Regions from separate parts of the Mus musculus genome. Here region 1 is linked to region 2. Evidence: chromatin contacts called from public ChIA-PET data. All regions are on one chromosome and are shown on one strand. Each heading gives the region's core, a stretch centred on a gene start, on an enhancer-like site or on the middle of the called end of the contact. The rest is flanking DNA. Distances are from core to core; before and after follow the strand shown. Region 1 holds the start of Fam169b (family with sequence similarity 169, member B). Region 2 overlaps Igf1r (insulin-like growth factor I receptor).

Region 1 (2,700 bases), core at 117-2,616, 87 kb before region 2:
CCTCCAACCCATTAGGATCTCACACATGTGGAAATGATAAATGGGAGACTGCTGTGTGTCATCTGAGCCACCGGTGGCCATCAAAACCACAGCAAAGGTCGGAGCGCATACAGGGAAAAGCCATAAACTGTCTCAGGCCAACGATTCTTTTCCAGAAGATGAAATTACTATTCTTTTTTTCCCATCACATGGGCCTGGGAGGGGAAGCTCTCTGAAGCAAAGATGGGGAAGGACCTGCTCACTCTAGGGGAGGGGAAAGAGACCCACTAGTAGAGATGGGAGTGTAATGAGAGACTGCTGTGCTTAATAAACCCTAGGGGGCTTCTCCTGTTTTGTAGATGAGGAAGATCAAAAAAGCAAGACTTTTATTCCAGTCTTCCAGCGTGTAAACTGGAAACAGCACTCTTAACTTTCTAGAAAAAAAAAAAAGTGCACAAGACTAAAACAAAAGAGAAATAGCTCCCTTTCCAAAATTAAAGACGAGCCTTTTCTTAATCTCTAGATCAACTAAATCCTTACTAATCCATATAATTAGCTAGTGGCTACAATCTCTCCTTATCTCACGCACCTGAAAACAGGAGAAAAACAACTCAATTGCAACGTTTAAAGTAGGTCATAAGAGCGAGTGGCTACCTGCCAGCCTCAAATGCGCCCCTGCCATGATTGACTTTACTGTAGGTGGGCTGTGTGCAGTGTGACTATCCGTGCGACACAGCCAGCCACCTGTGACCAGGATGTCTAGCCAAAGGCCTGAAATGGCATCCCCTAAGACCTCAGAGGTGGCCGGCTCAAGAAAGTATCTTCAAATCCTGAAACTGGGCGGGAAGAGGCATGTGAGTTGTGTCCCTGGAGCCAGCAAAGAGGCTGGCCCAGAGCGTGGATTCCCGGGACACTTCTCTCGGTCCAGGCGCTTCCTGGGTCCTCCTTGCTGGAAAGTAGGAATGGGTTGCTGTTCGGACTTCTCTCTCACCTCGGAGCTCATTCCCCAGCCTGGCCAGCAAGCCCAGGTCCAAGGTCCCCAAGGCCGGTGTTGAGGGTTGTGGGGGAGGGGTGAGAAACAGAACCGGAGACCCGGGTGAGGACCCAGCCCAGAGCCATCTAAGACTATCAACTCTGGAGGTTCCTCCTCCAGCTCCCGCTAGCCTGGGACTTATATGAATCCGAGGAAGAGAGAGAGAAAGAGAGGAGAGGCCCTTAGCCTCGCACTGCACCCCAAGCTGTTGTGGCGACGGGTGTGCGGCACTCTGCCCGCTACCATTCGCGTCCTTCGCCCTCGATTGGCTACGTGGGGACCGCAGCACCCCTTACCTGTGACTCCGCGGACTGCCTCAGCCTCCATGCTCCGGTACGGAGTTTGCCACCTAGTAAGCCTCTACCTCCCCACCCCCTCCCCCCACCAGAGCCACCAACCTTTCTACCAAGAGTTCCCCAGGGGCTGCCCCGCCCTGCCACCTCCCCGGAGGCTTTCTCTTTCTCACTCCTTTGCCTCCTGCTGCGGGCGTTTATCTCTGCCCCCACTCCCCCAACACACACTACTGGACCACCTTTTGTTTTGTTTTGTTTTTTTTTTTTTAACCAAACCTTGACTCCGCAAAGTCTAATCTACAAAAAGAATGACTTTTGAGCCAATAGTGAGTTTGTTGCTGTTCTTGAACTACCATAAACACAGGCAAGCAGCCTCCTCCCCCGTGCCCCAAGCTTGTACTGACAGATTTTTCCACCACGCTCCCTTCTATGTGCAAAAACCATTTGCATTAACCCTTTTCAAAAACTTGGCTTGAGCCGGGCGTGGTGGCGCACGCCTTTAATCCCAGCACTTGGGAGGCAGAGGCAGGCGGATTTCTGAGTTCGAGGCCAGCCTGGTCTACAAAGTGAGTTCCAGGACAGCCAGGGCTACACAGAGAGACCCTGTCTCGAAAAAAAACCAAAAAAAAAAAAAAAAAAAAAAAAAGAACAAAAACTTGGCTTGGCTGAAAAATAGCAAATATGTAATAAACGCACATCTAACACAGGGCATCCAGGAATCTTTTCTGCCGGTTTCAGAGTCCCAACAGTCTCCTGGAAACTGTAATGTGCCTACGATTTACTAAAAAGCCAAGCAGGAGCTCATTTGACAAAGCAATATTCAAGGTCGACAATTCTTCTCCAGTATACACAGCTGTTTCAAAACGTTGCTTTGGGAGGATGCAGCGGTGAGTGATTTCAAATTTCACCTTTCACCCGACTCTGATGGAAACACACCGGATGTCCCAACTACTGGGGAGACCGAGGGAGGAAGAAGGCTTGAGCCCATTAGCTGGAGAACAATCTGGGATCCTGACAACTGGCCTTGGGGCAATGGTAACTGGGGACACAACACAATTCTGCGCTGTGTGTAGCAGGGAATTCTTTTCCACTCTGGTGAAGCCAGAATTTTTGACTTCAGTGCCAAAAAGAATGTCAGAGTAAGTCGTTGTGTCGAAGAGTCACAGTTTATTAGATTTTAAACATAGATTTAAGGTTAGTGGTAGAAAGATAGGTGTTAGGGGAAGGGGTGGAAATGAGACACATCCAGGTGTGCGTGGTCTTCTCAAGACAGCTTCCTAAAGTGTCTTTACAATATAGCCGTATTTGTAAGTGTCTTTCAGTAACTGATAGGTTATTTCTATCAATTAGTTAAATGAGCCAATTTAAACTGGATTAGGTTATGTTAAAGGCAGG
Region 2 (2,700 bases), core at 126-2,625:
TGCCTTCATCAACAAAAGCCACACTGGCTCCTTGTTCTTCTAACTTTAAAACTGTTGAGCTATGCACACCACTAAGCATCACGCAATTTGTTAGCAACAATGAAAGAACGACCTAAACCTCTGGCCATGCCTACAGGAGTCCTGGATTTGACTGACACCCAGTATAGGGGTGGGTATGGGAGGACCTCTGCCTGGCCTCTTTGGGACGCTCCATACCTGGCCACTCTCATGGCTACTCTTACTGAGTGTTGGTTCAGGTGGAATGCTCCACATAGATAACCCAATGAAGGGACGGAGGTTTGGTGTTGGAGAATGTAGGTCTGAGACCCAAGACTCAAACAGACAGTAAGTTAGTGAGGATAGAGGTCACTGCATCCAGTTTTTAAAGCACCTTTTGATTTGTTTCCTGTCTTCAGGTCTTTAAATTCAAAGAAACAGACATGACACAGAGGGGAACATGGGTAAAAGCCAAAACAGCAGCGCCTCCTGTCAGCTGACTGCAATAGCAGCCCAGCAGCCTGCCAACCAACAGGAGCTGCTCCGCGTGGGGCAGATGGGAGCATGCACAGCCTAAGGCATCAAATGTAGCCTTTCCAAAGGGCACACTCACCTGGGCACAAAGATGGAATTGTGAAGGAAATTCTCAAAGACTTTACGGTACTCAGCCTCCTCCTTCTCAGCCTGCTTCTCAGCTTCAGTTTTAGGGCAAGCGCAGCATGGCCCTTTATCACCACCACACACTTCTGTCTTGGGATTTTCCGTCACCTCCTCCACGTCGATGGTACCATCGGCGTACTTTCTGATGGGTATTTTGTCTGCTTGGGGAAGACCAGAGATGGGAATGAAAGCCATGCAGGAAGTGCCTGTTAGCATTGCTGGTGGAGGGGAGGGGTGCTGGTGTGCACTGCTGAGAAGCAAGCCCTGCAACGTGACAGGTGTGACCCTGGGGCTCAGGTTCTCTCAGACAACAGACAAGGCCAGTGGCACTGCCTGCCTGCTGCCTGCCAGCCCCCAGCTCACCTTTGGAGCAGTAGTTGTGCCGGTACAGGTAACCATCCTGGGGCTGCCGCTGCCACCTCACAATGTAGTAACTCAAGTTACCATTGGGCAGAGTTGGAGGATTCCACTTCACAATCAGCTGAGAGGAAGAGTTTGATGCTGAGAGGACATCTAGGGGAATGGAAGGGACTGGAAAGAAGAACAAAGAACATTTCAGAGAATAGACCGGAATCCGAGGTTGAGGTTATCAGGGGCTCGATGCAAACCAACAGGAAGCTGCAGGCTTGACCTGGGCACAGAGATAGCAACGGACCAACCAGAGCATGAGGTGAACCAGAGCTTTGGAAAGATTACCAACTGGGAGGCCAGCCCTCTCTCAGAGCACTTGCTCTTAGATAATCTATGTGCAAACACACATGGCTCACTGACCTGGGACTGAAGGGGCTACGAGGGCATAGCTGGGGTTAAAGGGGACTCTAAAAAAAAACCTAGAGTTGATTCAGTTATGACAACTGTCATTCTCCGGTGTGTATTAGGAAATGGCAAATTGGACGGCTTAGTACTTCACCTGTGATTGCAAGTTTTAATCTCTGATAAAAACTTGATAAACATGACAGGGAGCCAAAATGAAGAGTGGGAGTGGGGGATGGACAGTGTGTGGGGTGGTTATGTGCCTGGGTGAAAGGACTGTGAAACAAGGAGCAGGGACTCACAGATCTTGTAAGCAAGTCATGATTCAGGAAAGCCAGTACGCCTGAGCCCTGATTCTATGCAAAGTCCTGTTACAAGCAAATGAGTTTAACAAAACGACGGAGGCTTACATACTACTGATGCCCAGGCTCAAAAGTAGAACTAACTTACGTAAAAAGGAAAACATCCCAGGACCACTGCTGTGTCCTCACCATAGCAAAAGAGATACCACAGCCGAAGCGCACCCCATCCCCAACACACACACATGCACATGGCAAAGAATGAGGCCCACTGGTTTTGGCAGTTTCCAAAGTGCAAGAGACAGAACCGTGGTTATGACACTTAAGAATAAGGTCCAACCAAGCTGTTTTTGAATCTGAAAGGTGAAAACAAGCTTGTACCGGTCAGTCTTATGACAACTTGGCACAACCTATCTGACAGAAAAAAACCTCAACTGAGAGGATGGCTCAGTATGATCAGGCTGTAAGGCAGGCCTGCAGGGCATCTTCTTAACTAATGGTTGGTGGAGGAAATGCCCAGCTCATTGTGGTGAGGAGGCCTCTGGGCTGGTGGTCCTGGGGTCTCTAAGAAAGCAGGCTGAGCAAGCCACTGGGAGCAAGCCAGTGCTTCTCCAAAGTTCCTGTCTCTGCTGGAGTTTCTACCCTGGCTTCCTTAACGGCAGACTGTGATCCTGATGTGGAAGTCAAATCCTTTCCTTGCCAGGTCATATACCACCACACCAACAGGAAGCGAATGGACAGAGGGCTGTTAGGATGTATGCGGTGCTCAAGGCTCTGAGAACCACTGAGGGACAACACGTTGGAAGACCAAGACTGATGCAGAGAAGACAAGCACTTGATGCCTGGTCCCGTGAGCGTTTTCAATAAGTATTTCCAAAACAGTTTCTTACTAGGTATTTCAATGACAAGTTTCCCAGATGAAGCAGAGGCACATGATGGACTAAGTACGTCACTATCGGTCCCAAGCACTTTTGAGGTCAGGGACCAAATG

What was found. ChIA-PET counts read pairs in DNA pulled down with a chosen protein or histone mark.
Region 1: a contact with region 2 is called in an RNA polymerase II ChIA-PET map of memory CD8 T cells, with 3 times the contacts expected there. The contact joins the promoter of Fam169b here to the enhancer-like site in region 2. A contact is called at or near these places in 1 of 15 datasets of contacts at CTCF or cohesin (the NIH/3T3 cell line), 2 of 484 Hi-C or Micro-C datasets (CD4 T cells and nephron progenitors), 8 of 115 datasets of contacts at active chromatin or transcription factors (the SCID.adh cell line, Th17 cells, bone marrow-derived macrophages and 5 more) and 3 of 9 other capture datasets (adipose tissue, liver and pancreatic islet).

Annotation. Positions count from the first base shown.
Region 1 is chr7:68,274,650-68,277,349 of GRCm38.p6, reverse strand. It overlaps Fam169b (family with sequence similarity 169, member B), which reads right to left and starts at 1,366. Exons shown (of 9, transcript NM_001374636.1): 1 at 1,309-1,366. The coding sequence starts at 1,339. It overlaps Gm16157 (predicted gene 16157), which reads left to right and starts at 756. Exons shown (of 4, transcript NR_040340.1): 1 at 756-833; 2 at 2,013-2,192.
Region 2 is chr7:68,188,061-68,190,760 of GRCm38.p6, reverse strand. Igf1r (insulin-like growth factor I receptor) reads right to left here. Exons shown (of 21, transcript NM_010513.2): 9 at 1,021-1,188; 10 at 611-815. Among named protein-coding and RNA genes, the nearest start is that of Gm51487, 32 kb to the right of the region's middle. Within about 2 kb of position 1,375, at least 33 of the 459 cell types and tissues checked have an H3K27ac peak or open chromatin away from gene starts, as enhancers often do. A contact at or near this core is called in the SCID.adh cell line, memory CD8 T cells, regulatory T cell precursor and 1 more, where this site is marked.